Regions from separate parts of the Neogale vison genome. Here region 2 is linked to region 1. A link is a contact called in public Hi-C data. All regions are on one chromosome and are shown on one strand. Each heading gives the region's core, a stretch centred on a gene start, on an enhancer-like site or on the middle of the called end of the contact. The rest is flanking DNA. Distances are from core to core; before and after follow the strand shown. Region 1 holds the start of TLK1 (serine/threonine-protein kinase tousled-like 1). Region 2 holds the start of DCAF17 (DDB1- and CUL4-associated factor 17).

The links. Hi-C and Micro-C count contacts between places; a contact is called where the count stands out from the background.
Region 2: a contact with region 1 is called in a Hi-C map of muscle, with 5 times the contacts expected there. The contact joins the promoter of DCAF17 here to the promoter of TLK1 in region 1. A contact is called at or near these places in 2 of 3 Hi-C or Micro-C datasets (fibroblasts and muscle).

The regions. Positions count from the first base shown.
Region 1 is chr3:67,751,035-67,757,996 of ASM_NN_V1, reverse strand. It overlaps TLK1 (serine/threonine-protein kinase tousled-like 1), which reads left to right and starts at 2,406. Exons shown (of 21, transcript XM_044242314.1): 1 at 2,406-2,673. The coding sequence starts at 2,535.
Region 2 is chr3:67,984,096-67,991,057 of ASM_NN_V1, reverse strand. It overlaps DCAF17 (DDB1- and CUL4-associated factor 17), which reads right to left and starts at 3,796. Exons shown (of 14, transcript XM_044242318.1): 1 at 3,293-3,796; 2 at 2,791-2,894. The coding sequence starts at 3,418. METTL8 (mRNA N(3)-methylcytidine methyltransferase METTL8) reads left to right here and starts at 3,890. Exons shown (of 11, transcript XM_044242325.1): 1 at 3,890-4,100.

The sequences.
Region 1 (6,962 bases), core at 1,157-3,656:
ATTGGAAGGCCCTTTAGAGACCACCTAGCGACACTAACCTCTTTTTCATAGGTGAGGAAATTGAATCAAGAGGGACTGTTAACCTGCTGAGACTAATTCCCAGCTGTCTTGACTTCCTCTGTTTTGCTCATCTCACCACAATCAGCTAAGCTTAGTTTTAAAATACAGAAAGATCATACATTTACCTACATGTTTTTTAGAGAAACTCTGCTTCCCCTTAGAGTGCATGTATTTGGTATAAAAGTTGAATATTAAGGTCCTAGGTATGTATCCAAGAGAAAAGAAAGCATATGTCCACACAAACACTTCTACAGGAGGGAAAGTTCACAGTAGCACTATGGGTAATACCCTGAATGTGGCAATTGTTCTTCAGCAGGTGCATGGATCAACCAAGACAGTATATTCATACAATGGAATACTAGGCAATAAAAAAAAAAAAGCAACAATGTAGATGAAACTCAGCTATGTTGAGAAAAAGAAGCTAGACAAGTACAGACTGTAGATTCCATTTATTTTAAATTCTGGAAAATGCAAACTAAGTGACAGAAAGCAGATGTGTGGTTACTTGGGGAAGGGGTTGGAGTGTGAGAGAACATCAACAGGGTAGAGGAAACTGTGGAGACTGATAGACATATTCATTATCTTGATTGTAGAATTGGCTTCATGGTTGTATACACATCAAAACATACATACTGTACACGTTAAATATGTTTATTGTATGTCAGTTACACTTCATAAAAACTGTTTAATTTGTGAGTTCTGCCTTTTAATTTGAAAAGAACATGACTAAAAACTCACTAAAGAATCTGAAGCATAAGAAACCTAAAATTACTTCTGGAGATAACTGACAACCAAGGTTCTATTCTAGTATGATAGTTTATCTGAACACAACATTACTGTGAGAAATGCAAAGTCATAAAAATAAAAAATAGAAATGACATTTTTGTTCCCCTGGTAATCATACCATTTCCTCCTGTCTATGCAGTTGCTCTATATCATAATCTGTTTAGTGTTCTATTCAATTTTTTTTTTTTTAGAGAGCAATAACCTTGCTGTATTTTCCCTGAACTATTAGACTGCTCTTTTATGAACAAGATGCCCAATCCCTGGTGTGTCTTACGTGTGTGGGTGTGTAGAAAGCTACACTGTATCTATAAGTTATAGCAAATGCTGTAATTTTCCTTGGGATTTTCTAGCCGGGACTCAGCAGTGGCATGGAAACAAATTGGAACTTTCTAGAAACCATACCCTCTTCCACAAGATGAACACGGGACAGTTTCCTTAAATATGAGTTAATAAAATTTTTCTATTTAGATTGTCAATTTACTGGGGTTTTTTTTTTGTTGTTGTTGTTGTTTTAAAGAGCTGCTATACCACACAGAGTACACAACACCAGTAAATACTCTTTTTTGAAAACATTCAAAGTTTTTATTTTCACCCACCTTCGCCCCCAATTTAGTTTCTTAGCTCTTTTATTCGATAATCACTCCCCATTCTGCAGACGGGGAGACGCACGCAGGTTTTTGTTTTTTGGGGTTTTTTTTTGCACGGTACAGAGGGGGAAGAAAGAAGCAACTCTTAACTTTTCAGTTCCATTTTGAGAAATGATCACCTCGAACTCCTGAGAACTACAGCCCGGCGAGAGCAAAAGCATTTCTCCCCAGGCTGGGTCTAGGTCGGGAGCCAGGCGCGCTTCCGCGGGAGGTGGGGGCGGGGGAGTCAGGTGGCAGCGGAGCGGGAGCCGGAGCCTGAGCGACGCGGCGGGGGCGCGTGCGGGGTGCGCCTCCCTCCGGCCGGCGCGGGGTGGCGGCCCCCGCGCACGCGAGTCGGCCAGCCCCCGGCTCCCGCGCCGCGCTGCTATCCGCGGGTGCGCCAGGGGCGCCCGGCTCCCGCGTCTCCTCCTTCCCTCGCGCGCTGGCTCCCTCTCCACAACCCCCCCGCCCCCAACCCCTGGCAGGTCCCTCCCCCATGCCTGCTCCCGCGGCCGCCGCCGCCGCCGCCGCTACCGGAGGCGCAGGAGCCTCGCGATAGTGTTTGCACAGGCGGCGCGTGACGCCGCCGCCGCCTGTAACTGATGCAGAGGTTACCCCGCCGCCTCAGCCGCCACCCACCGCCCGCCGCCGCCACCCAGGCGACGCCGGGGGCAGACGCACTGCAGAGGTGCCGGCAGGTTCCGCTCGCGGAAGTCTCAGCCGGCGCAGCCCGCACTCCGCCTGCACTCCGCCTGCACTCCGGAGGGCGCCCCCTCGACGCCTCCGCCGCCGCGCTCCTTCCCTCCGCCTCTTCCCCGGCGCACCCGCCTGCTCCCTCGCTTCTCCCCCTTCTCCTCCTCCCCGTCCCCTCTCCTCCCCTCACCTCTTCCCTCCCTACCTCCCCCTTCTCGATTTCCTCCCCCATCCCCTTGACTCTCCCCTCCCAGCCCTCGCTCCCTCGCTCGCCCTCAGCGCGGCCCCCGCCATGACGGAGGCGGGTGCCGGTGCCGTTGCCGCCGCTGCCGTCGCAGGGGGGGAGTCGGGTTCCCAGAAAGTAGCTTGATGAGTGTCCAAAGTAGCAGTGGAAGTTTGGAGGGGCCGCCATCTTGGTCCCAGCTCTCCACGTCTCCAACCCCGGGCTCGGCGGCGGCGGCCAGGTCCCTGCTGAATCACACGCCGCCATCCGGGAGGCCCAGGGAAGGTAAGCGCCGTCGCGCCCGCGCCCGCTCGCGGGCCTCCTCTCCCGCGCGGTAGCCCCCGCGCCCCCCGGGTCTCTTCCCTCGACCCCAGGGTGGGGGATGGTGGCGGGGTGGACGCGAGGCCGCCCGGCTCCGGGGAGGTGGTGCGCTGGCTGTGGGTGGTGGTTCGCGGGTGGCGGCGGCGACGGACGAGGGGGTGCGCGCTGGAGGGGACGGGGCGAGGCGCGCAGACTCGTATGGGATTCCTAAGAGCCAATACTGCTAGGGTAGGAAGCCTCCCCCCCGGACGCCAGCCCCTTTCTGCTCCATTTGCCAGTACACTCAGTACTCTTAACCTCCTGGCCTCCGGTCTCTGGTGGGTTTTCCCTCTGGTTGAAGCATTCACCCTTGAGCCCCCTCCCCTTCCCTCGCGCACTCCTCCCATAGAGGCGGTCCCGGCTCTGCGAGCTTTGCAGCCCGGGACCTGGAGGATGCCCTCGCTAGCAGGGTCCCTGCCCTTTCGGGAGAGTCGCTTAAATTATCAAAGCCGGCTTTGATCCGCTGCCTGGCCCTTTAGAGCAATTTGAACGACAGACTGACTCGTGGGCAGGCTTTTAAAACCACCCCCTCCAGATGGCTGCAACTTTCTCTCCTTCGCCATCACCTCCTGCGTGTTTGTGCGTTATCTCTTTTTTGCAAGTAGACTACTGTTCTCTGACAGGGTCGTGGATTTTGTGGGAAATACCGGCGTAAAGGTTAATGCAAACACGCACCAGATCGGTTACAATTGTTTTCTAAGTTTTCTGGTTTCTTGCATGCAAGTGTGCTGCCACCAGATGTAGCAGTTACACAGCTAGTAAGACGCAGGAGTGCTTTTTGACTAAAATTTCAACTTGCTGTATTTAACTTTAAGTATACGACATAAAATGAAATTTGGGAGAACACGCATTTATGAGGGAAGAATAAATATGCATGGAATAGCGTTTAACGCTCTTTTGTCTGGGAAAACGTTCAGCGGTCTTCATCAGCAATTGGTAAATGGGTTGTTCACTCCCAGTTGTGTCTCACAAGGAGACTGTAGCCACATTTTCAAAAAACGTCTGGAAGTCCAAGAGTGATGAATCCTTCAAAGAAACCAGGAGCTTTGATTTATGTAGGAAATGGTGGGGTTAATTTATTTTTAAAATATCTCTCAATATTTACTACCCAGCCTTGACAATTGTAAATCAAGTGTTTTGTGCCCTGAATCTGGTGGTTCAGGCATAGCATTCTTTGTCATTTTGTTCCTGTGAGCATGTGTGAAAGTGACAATAGGCTCAAAGATTGGCATGAATTTGCTCCAGAAAATTCATGGAAAGGTTTGATTTATGGCATCCATTAAACATGCTGAAAGCACCGACAGACATTTTTCCCCTTTTACATCTCACCCTCAACACTGAGTTCTGATTATTAGAAGATAAAAGTTTATTTATTGAATAATTCAAATTTAGTGCATCTGGCGATTTTTCTTTTTGCACTTGAAAATTTGTAAGTGAATGTTTCAAAATCTATTTTGTACATAGAGCAGTTGGTGCTTTTAGCGTGCTTCTATTTTTGTAGTTTCATTAAGATGCTTAATAATAGTGTTATCAGGGGTAGTGTAATGAGTGGTGGTAAATGATGGTCTTGGAAAAGCCCGTCTTTTTTTAAAGGCTTTATCTTTATTTTTCATTCTTTCGTTTCTCAGATGTTTATTGAGCCAGTCCCTGAGGACATAGTGTTGAATTGTTCATCTGTAACATCAACTATCACCATTAGTAATTTGGGGCTGCAAAGTCTAGATTGTGAGTTTTTGAGGTTACTTCTACTGTAGTTAAAGAAAAACAAACCTTCTGTAAGACAAACCATAAGAAACTCTTTTTTTTTTTTTTTTTTAATTATTTTATTTATTTGAGAGAGAGAGACAGTGAGAGAGAGCATGAGCGAGGAGAAGGTCAGAGGGAGAAGCAGACTCCCCATGGAGCTGGGAGCCTGATGTGGGACTCGATCCCGGGACTCCAGGATCACGCCCTGAGCTGGAGGCAGTCGTTTAACCAACTGCGCCACCCAGGCGTCCCCCATAAGAAACTCTTAATCTCACAAAACAAACTGAGGGTTGTGGGTGGGGTGGGTAGGGAGAGGGTGGTTGGGTTATGGACATTGGGGAAGGTATGTGCTATGGTGAGTGCTGTGTGAAGTGTGTAAGCCTGAGGATTCACAGACCTGTACCCCTGGAGCTACTAATACATTATATGTTAATAAAAAATTTAAAAAAACTTCTCTACTATTCTTCAGTTTTCCTGAAGATTGAAAATTCTTAGGGGTTAGAATAAATTAGCTTGGACTTCCAAATAGACAGAATTCTTTCTAGAAGTTTGGATTATAGTAGACTTTTATGTAAAGTAAATTAGTGAATCTTTTGTTACTGAAGTAAGACATGCTTTTGTGATTGTGGTATTTCACCAAGTACCTCTGTGGCCACAGTAATATATTTTTGGCCAACCAGTATGTAAGTTAAAACTGTTAATTTTCTCTAGGGTTATATATATTTATCTTGAAGATACAGTCTCATATATCATTAATGCTAACAGGAATTGCATGTATGAAACCTTAGACATAATGATGGAGACATTTTCTATTAAGTGAGATCCCAGTTTTCATTTTAACAAGTGTTTAGCATCTTTTGTAGGTATACATATTACTATTACATAAATTGATGGAAGTTGAAAGAGCATTGGACTTACGGTGACTGTTAATAGTAATAGTTAATATTAGTGGAATGTGATTATATGTATCAAGGTGGGAACAAACTTTCTTGAAGCAATTTAATGTAATATATAATAGAAAAACTTAAAAAGCACATATATGTATGTGTACATGTGTTTTAAAGTTGTGTGATAAACTGCTTTTAAGCAAACTTAACTTTGAAAATGGGCTATTTTTGGGCGCCTGGGTGGCTCAGTGGGTTAAGCCGCTGCCTTCGGCTCAGGTCATGATCTCAGGGTCCTGGGATCGAGTCCCGCATCGGGCTCTCTGCTCAGCAGGGAGCCTGCTTCCTCCTCTCTCTCTCTGCCTGCCTCTCTGCCTACCTGTGATCTCTCTCTGTCAAATAAATAAATAAAATCTTTAAAAAAAAAAAAAGAAAGAAAAAGAAAATGGGCTATTTTTGGGGCACCTGGGTGCCTCAGTGGGTTAAACCTCTGTGTTTGGCTCAGGTCATGATACCAGGGTCCTGGGATCGAGCCCCTCATCCCATCACATCCCACTGCATCGCATTGGGCTCTCTGCTCAGCAGGGAGCCTGCTTCCCCCTCTCTCTGCCTGCCTCTCAACCTACTTGTGATCTCTGTCAAATAAAAATCTTAAAAAAAAAAAAAGAAAATGGGCTTTTTTTTTTTTTTTTTAGATTTTATTTTATTTTTTAATTTTTTTTTTTTAAAGGTCATGTTTTTAGGTTTCTTTCTTTCTTTTTTTTTTTTTTAAAGATTTTATTTATTTATTTGACAGACAGATTACAAGTGGGCAGAGAGGCAGGCGGAGAGAGAGAGAGGAGGAAGCAGGCTCCCTGCTGAGCAGAGAGCCCGATGCGGGACTCGATCCCAGGACCCTGGGATCATGACCTGAGCTGAAGGCAGCGGCTTAATCCACTGAGCCACCCAGGCGCCCCTAGATTTTATTTATTTATTTGACAGAGAACACAAGTAGCAGAGAGGCAGGCAGAGAGAGAGAGAGAGAGAGAGAGAGAGAGAGAAGCAGGCTCTGCGCTGAGCAGAGAGCCCGATGCGGGGCTCGATCCCAGAGTCCTGGGATCATGACCTGGGCCGGAGGCAGAGGCTTTAACCCGTTGAGCCACCCAGGCGCCCCGAAAATGGGCTATTTTTGAAGATGTATCATAGACCTGTAAAAATTAAGTATTTTGAAGTTTTGATGTATTTGAAACCGAAAATCTAATATTATAATCTGATTATTTTCAGTGCTGCATATTTTGGCTTTCTTCCTTTCTCACCCTATTCCCATTCTCATCTTAATATAGTTTTACTTGATTACAAATAAAATACACTTTGAAATATTAAAAGACTTAGTAATTTGTGGGAATTTAGGAATATCTGTGATACAGTGTAGACAACTTCCTTTTCCTGAGTCCTGAAGCTTTTCCTTTATCAGTCTTGCAGTTCCCTAAGACTGCTCAGCAGTATAGCTCTAAATTTCATGTTGGATCTTTTAAACCTGTGATCTCTATCCCATTTTAGCTTTAAAAATCCTGTAAGGAGATTTGGGAAGTTAAGAAATTATGT
Region 2 (6,962 bases), core at 2,547-5,046, 230 kb before region 1:
TGTCATAATAATAGCATAGTAACATAATAATATTATTGTCATAATAATACCAGCAATAAGGTATTCAGGGAATATAGCTCATGGGTAAAGAGAATGGCAGCAATGTTATAAAAGGCAGGAGGGAGCAATTAGAAATACTCTAATATAAAGTAACTATGCTACACATGTAGAGCTATAGCGCTACTTGAAAGTGATTTAAATTAGTTGTAAATATGCATTGCAAGTTCTAAGGCAACCATTAAAAAAATTTTTTAAAAGAAGTATAATGGATATGCTAAAGTAGACAGAAAATGGAATCATATAAAATGCTCAATTAAAAGCAGAGAAGACAAAAAAGAATGAAAGACAAGAAAAAAAAACAAAAAGCAATGAATAGAAAATAGTTACATGGGAGTATATTAAACCAACAGTATTAATCACTCTAAATGTGAATGGTCTATACCTATTAAAAGGCAGAGACTGTTAGAGTGGATCAAAAAACAGGACTCGAATACATGTTGTCTACAAGAAACCCATTTCAAATATAAAGAAACAGATTATAGTAAAGGAATGGATAAAGATATACCATGCGGATACTAATCAGAGTCCAGAGTGCTAACCATTACACTATGGAACCCATGCGGATACTAATCAAAAGAAAGCTGGAGTAGCTATATTAATTTTAGACAAAGTTGACTTCCACAAAAAAATTATGAGGGATAAACGGTGGCATTACATAATGATAAAGGGGGTCACTTCTTCAAGAAGGCATAAAAATCCTTAATGTGTATACCATCTAACAACACAATGTCAAAACATGTGAGACAAAAACTGACAGGACACAAGTAGAAACAAATCTACTATTATAGTTGGGAGACTTCAACATGTCTGTCAGTAACTGGTGGGTCCAGCAAACAGGAAGTCTATAAGGATATAGTTGAAATGAACAGTACTATCAGTCAATGGGATCCGACTGACTTCCAAAAAATATTTCATCCAATAACTGCAGAATACACATTGTTCTCAAGCTCAGATGAAATTCACCAACAGACCACAATCTGGGCCACAAAACACACCTTTACAAATTTAAAAGAGCGGAAGTAATACGAAGTATTACTTTCAGACTACAGTGGAAATAAATGAGAAGTCAATAACAGAAGGGCGCCTGGGTGGCTCAGTGGGTTAAGCCTCTGCCTTCGGCTCAGGTCATGATCCCTGGGTTCTGGGATCGAGCCCCACATCGGGCTCTCTGCTTAGCAGGGAGCCTGCTTCCTCCTCTTTCTCTGCCTGCCTCTCTGCCTACTTGTGATCTCTGCCTGTCAAATAAATAAATAAAATCTTAAAAAAAAAAAAACAAGAAGTCAGTAACAGAAAGCTGGAAAATCCCAGAAGATTTGGAGATTAAACAACAGACTTCTAATTAACACATGGGTCAAAGAAGTTTCATGAGAAATTTCAAAATATTTTTAACAAAATGAAGACGAATAAAATATATGGACATTTGTGGGATGCAGCAAAAACAGAGCTTGAGGGAAATGAATAGCACTAAATGTATATATTACCAAAGGAGAGAAAATTCTGGGTTGGTGAACACATACAGATTTAGGGACAGTAGTATGCTCAAAAAGCATGGATATACCATCCCCCTTCCCACATATCCACATATCTCATCTATCTGGCTGTTCTTGAGTTATATTCTCTTATAATATACTGGTAATCTACTAATAGGTCAATCACAAAAGACCACATACTATGTGATTCAATTCAGATGAAATGTTCAGAACAGGTGCATCTATAGAAACATAAAGTATACTAGTAGTTGCTTATGGGTAATGTTGATGGGGCTACAGCTAATGGAATAGGGTTTCTTTTTGAAGTGATGAAAATGTTAACTGTAGTAATGGTTGCCTATATGAACCACAATGGTTCACCAAAATTCCTATCATTGAATATGAATTTCAACAAAAACCATAAAATTGTATACTTTAAATAGGTGAACTGTATTATATGAATTATATCTTAATAAAGCTATTAAAAGAAAGAAAAAAGTCCCTCTTTTTTAGAGAAGTGAACTTAAGTGTGGTGTGGTGTTTCGAATATGCTTTAAAATACTTAGTAAAAAGGTCAAGGAAAAGGTGGCAATGGGTTAGAAAAGCAAATGCAGCAAAATGTGGATCACTTTTGAATCTTGGTAATGAGTATAGGGAGGTTCACTTATACTACTCTCTTTGAAGCAAGTTTAAATTTTTCTCTTAAAACAAACAAAAAAAGGCAAGTACTTCCAGAACAAAACAGGGAAATTCTCTAGGGGGTGCCTGGGTGGTTCAGGGCATGATCCCAGGGTTGTGGGATTGAGGATTGAGTTCCCTGCTCAGCAGGGAGCCTGCTTCTCTCACTCCTCCCTGCTCCTGCTCTCTCTCTCTTTCTCTCGATAACTCTCTCTCTCAAATTAATAAATAAAAATCTTAAAAAAATTTACTCTCTAAAGCAGTATCTAATTATTAGATACTTGGCTTCCTTAACTCTGATATCTTTCAAGCATAATAAAACATTATACCATACCCGAGCAACCCATCATTTTGCCTGCACTATAAATTCGTTTTAAATTGGTATTTGCAAAAATGAAATCTCTAACTTCGAATTTAACAAGATTTTAAAATTACAACCCATTTTTACCACTTACTCTTATTTTGGGCTAATTTTTTCATTCTTCCTATTTCATTAAGCACTGAAATAGCATGTGGTTCTATAAAAATTAGTAAAGATTAATAGTGAGGTGAATTAAAGCAAAAATGTTCATCAAAAAGATACCTGCTGACACAGCACCGATAATTGTCAAAATATATTCTTCCTCTCTCATAGGCTATAGGTGACTTGGAATGAGTTGTCCACACATTCTTAAATTTAGTACTTTCCTGAAAGACAAGGAATTTTGGTTTAAGGAATAACTCGTAAGTCTCTACCGTGCACCGATTTTAAGTGGGATAGTTAAATCTACAGTATTCAAAGTAATCCTACGTACGTTATTTAAAACATTATGTTCCTATCTTCCTCACTTTGCCCTCGCGTGTTAAGCGGGGTGACCAAATTTCTGGAAGATCATTTGCAGGAAGACATAAGCGTAAAACTAAAAGCATCTGCCGGTTCTAACAGATATTTACTAACTCCCCAGGTTCAGGGCCTGGATTCCCCTGCTCAAGACATGTGATCTTCTTAAAAAAGGGCTCTAATGCAGAAAAACTGCGCCCCGGGAGGAGGCTTGGCCGCCAGTCGCCCCCTGCCCTTGGCCCCATTCCCAGCCGCCGGCGATCACCTGGCACACCAGCACCCTCAGGATGCCCAGGTTCGTCCTCTGCACCACGCCTGCGTCCCGCGAGAAGAAGCCTAGAGCCCGGCGACTCAGCTGGCGGCACACGTTGGGTTTCTGAGTTGGGCCCATGGAGGCAAGGGCCAGGTGCGGGGTTGGCTGGACTGAAGAGGGGAGCGCCCCTCTCTCCCGCGCCAGGCAGCGGCCGTTAACTCCGAACCTCCAGGCCCCAACTCCTTGAGGGGCCCAGGAAAAGCTGACACCGGGAGCCGGGCCAGGAGCGCACGGCAGAGGGGCGAGATAACACGGATCGGCACGGCCTGAGCGCAGAGTGAAGGAAAAGGCACCCCCCTCCGACCTGCCCCTCAAACACTCTGCAGCTCGGGACCCGGGTGCGGGCAGTGTGACGCCCCCGTAACGCGCGGCCTGCGGGAGCCGTTCGCTCAACAAGAAGTGTAGTTCCCAGAGCCCTTTGAGGAAGCCTGGCTAATTCCCAGAACTACAATTCCCATCAGGCGGCGCGAAGGGAGCTCTTGCGTCGGCCCTGCCTCCAACCAGTCGTGGCCCCGCCCAGCCCGGCCGCGAGGAGGCTGCGCTGTGCGGCGGCCACCCCTTTCCGGCTCTGCACGCGGCGCAGGGCAGAGCCCCGGGGGCGCTGTGCTGCCGCCTCCTGGTGTCGGTTTACTGTACGAATTGTGCCGCCCCGGTACCCTCACTCCCCGGACTTTCGTTCTGGGAGGCCCTGGCCGGGTGCCAAGAGGGGCGCTGTATCGAGTGCGACCCCCCCTCCCCCAAAGCAGCGTCCATGCTAAAGGTACGCCCCGCGGCTTTCCCCTCCGTCGCACGTTGGACGTTGTGGATGAGGTTGACGGTTAAACATTTTGGGTCTATGAACATTGTTATTGAATGATGAGTTAGTGGTGGAAGATGCTTGCATTCCCACCGAACTAGGGTTGAATTACTCTTTTCCAGAGCTCGCTTTTCCGTGGCCTGTGGGGATACAGGCTGGTTTCGCAATAATTACTTTCCTTCCTCTCGCCTCTTTTTTTTTTTTTTTCTTTCCTTCTTTTGGTAATAAAATAGGAAATGTTTACATTCTTACCGGACTAAGATATTCCACGTTGATTCCTCTAAGTAAAAGGTAACTTTGTCAGCGACCCCTGCCTGTAGGATCAAAGTTCCCACGACACTACATTTTCAGTAATCGTTCACTCTGTGTGCCCCATTGCTTTGCCAGCCCCTTGAGGGTGGTGTCTTTGCTTCTTCCACGTGGGCTCGGCTCGCTACCTGCTACCTCTCGATCCTACTTGGGCGAGAGAACGATCGCCTCTGACTGACAGAGCCGAGTACCGTACTGGGTGAGTGCGTTGGGTCACAATTTAAGTGTTGAGTAACAATTTGTCACATCTCTTTTTAACCCTGCCGAATTTCCTTCAGGGCCTGGGCTTTTGCTGATTTTTCATGACTTATTTACAGCATACTGTGGAGTGCTATGTGTATTTTTAGAGCGCGCTATAATAGTTAATTTGGTAATTCATGAATGCAGCTGTCACCGAGAAAACTGGGACCCAGAAACAAAAACTGGATTTTCTTTGGATGGAATGAAATTCAAATCATTGCTGACTTAAATTCATCATCTCTCACTTCTCATTCCCCTTCACCCTCACTTGTTTTGTCTTCCTGTGGTTTTTTATCCTACCACCAACTCACCCAGAGGGCTGTCTTCCTGAATACCTTCCTTTCCTCACCCACAACCAGATCTTTTTGACTCTAACTCCTATCCGTCTCCTTTTTAGATCACCTAAGTAATTTAGGGCCTCACAATTTTATCACATTATTATATTAAGTATCCTCCTCCTTGCCTTAAGTACTTACGATTCCAACCTTCCATGCTGCTGCCAGAGTGGTTTTTCTAAAGCACAAATTTGTCATTTCTTCAGTAACATCTTTCAGTGGCTCCCAGAACAGAATTTCTCAAGCCTGAGTCGATACCCAGGATTCTCTATTGTTAACTTAAAATATTTTCAGTATGTTAAATATATGCAAATATAAAACTATATATAAATTCCTTATGTTGTATATCTTATACGACTGTAACTCCCAGTTATAAGTGAAATGAAGCACAATTATAAAACAAATAAATTCAAATGAATACATATTCTTTGTTACCAATGAGACTGTTTTTGCTGGACCTAATAAGCTTCAAAAGCAAATGTTCACTGTTCTCCATAGCATAATTTCCTTAGAAAAGGTCTGTCTTTTTCTTTCTTTAAACCACTGCAAAGCTTTCCTTTATTCAACGTGTCATGATTTTATTTGACCTTCACTTGTCAAACACCATTCTTTACATAAAGTAGTTCCCATTTCTTTCTCATTAACCTGTGCCAGTGACAAATGGTACCAGTTGTTTGCCAGTGCACTGCTGAACACAAACATGTGAACTGAAATCTTATGACAGTAATCAGTTAAAAGGTGGCCATTCAGATGATCCAGAATATCCTTTTAAAAAATGTTTTTGTTTTTTATTTTAATCAAGCTGAAAATAAAAGGTTTCTCTAGGAGAAACATGGCCTTGGGGCTACATCTGGGGTGTGTGTAGGTGCCTTATAAGACAAAATCTGGATCCCTTAAAGTAATATCAGGGCATTGTTATCTGCATCTTGCCCACACTTTCAGCCTTATTTCTTTGTCCATCCTTAACATTTGCTCTTGTGGTTCTGAATGTTGCTCACTTGCTTAAGCCAGTGTATCTTTGCATCTCAAAGATACATCTTTGTATCTTTGATGCTTCCTTCCTTTCTTTCTCTTTTCTGTTTATCTCATGACTCATCCCAGGTATCACAGCTCTACTCCGACACTTTTCCTGACCCCTTCACTTTAGTTATGGTCTTGCCTCTTCTAACATGTTACTCTGCATACATTGTTTGCTGCACTATATTAGAATTGTTGTTTGTCTGTTTTCCCAACAAATTGTTTTTCTTCTTCTCTCTCTCTCTCTCTCTTTTTAAAGGAGGCTCTATTCCCTAGGGGTGCCTGGGTGGCTCAGTGGGTTAAGCCTCTGTCTTTGGCTCAGGTCATAATCTCAGGGTCCTGGGATCCAGCCTGGCATTGGGCTCTCTCCTCAGCGGGGAGCCTGCTTCCCCCTCTCTCTCTGCCCCTCTCTTCCTACTTGTGATCTCTCTCTCTGTCAAATAAATAAATGAAAGCTTTAAAACAAAAATAAAAACAAAAAAACCCGGAGTCTCTATTCCCAACATGGGCCTTGAACTCATGATCCCAAGATCAAGAATTACTTGTTCTACTGATTGGCCTAGCCAGGTGCCCCCCAACATACTGTTTTTAGAGTAGTCCATTCATTCATTCAACATACATATGCATTGACCACATTTTAGGCTGTATATGAAGGGTGCATATGTACGTTGATTAAATGACTATTCTAAGGACAATGTATAGAATCCCTTTATTCTTCAAATCAGTAGGAAACCACATTGTTCTTAAGAAGAAATAACTTTCTAAAAACTTAAATCTCCAACAGTTCTACCTATAAAGTAGATGTTTTTTCCATTTGTTGACGGTAAAATGGCTTGCACAGATATCCCTAGTTTAGGGTTTGAAAGTAACTTCTCAATTTGAAACATAAAACAAACATTGTTTTTTGTTTTTGTTTTTTCTTTTT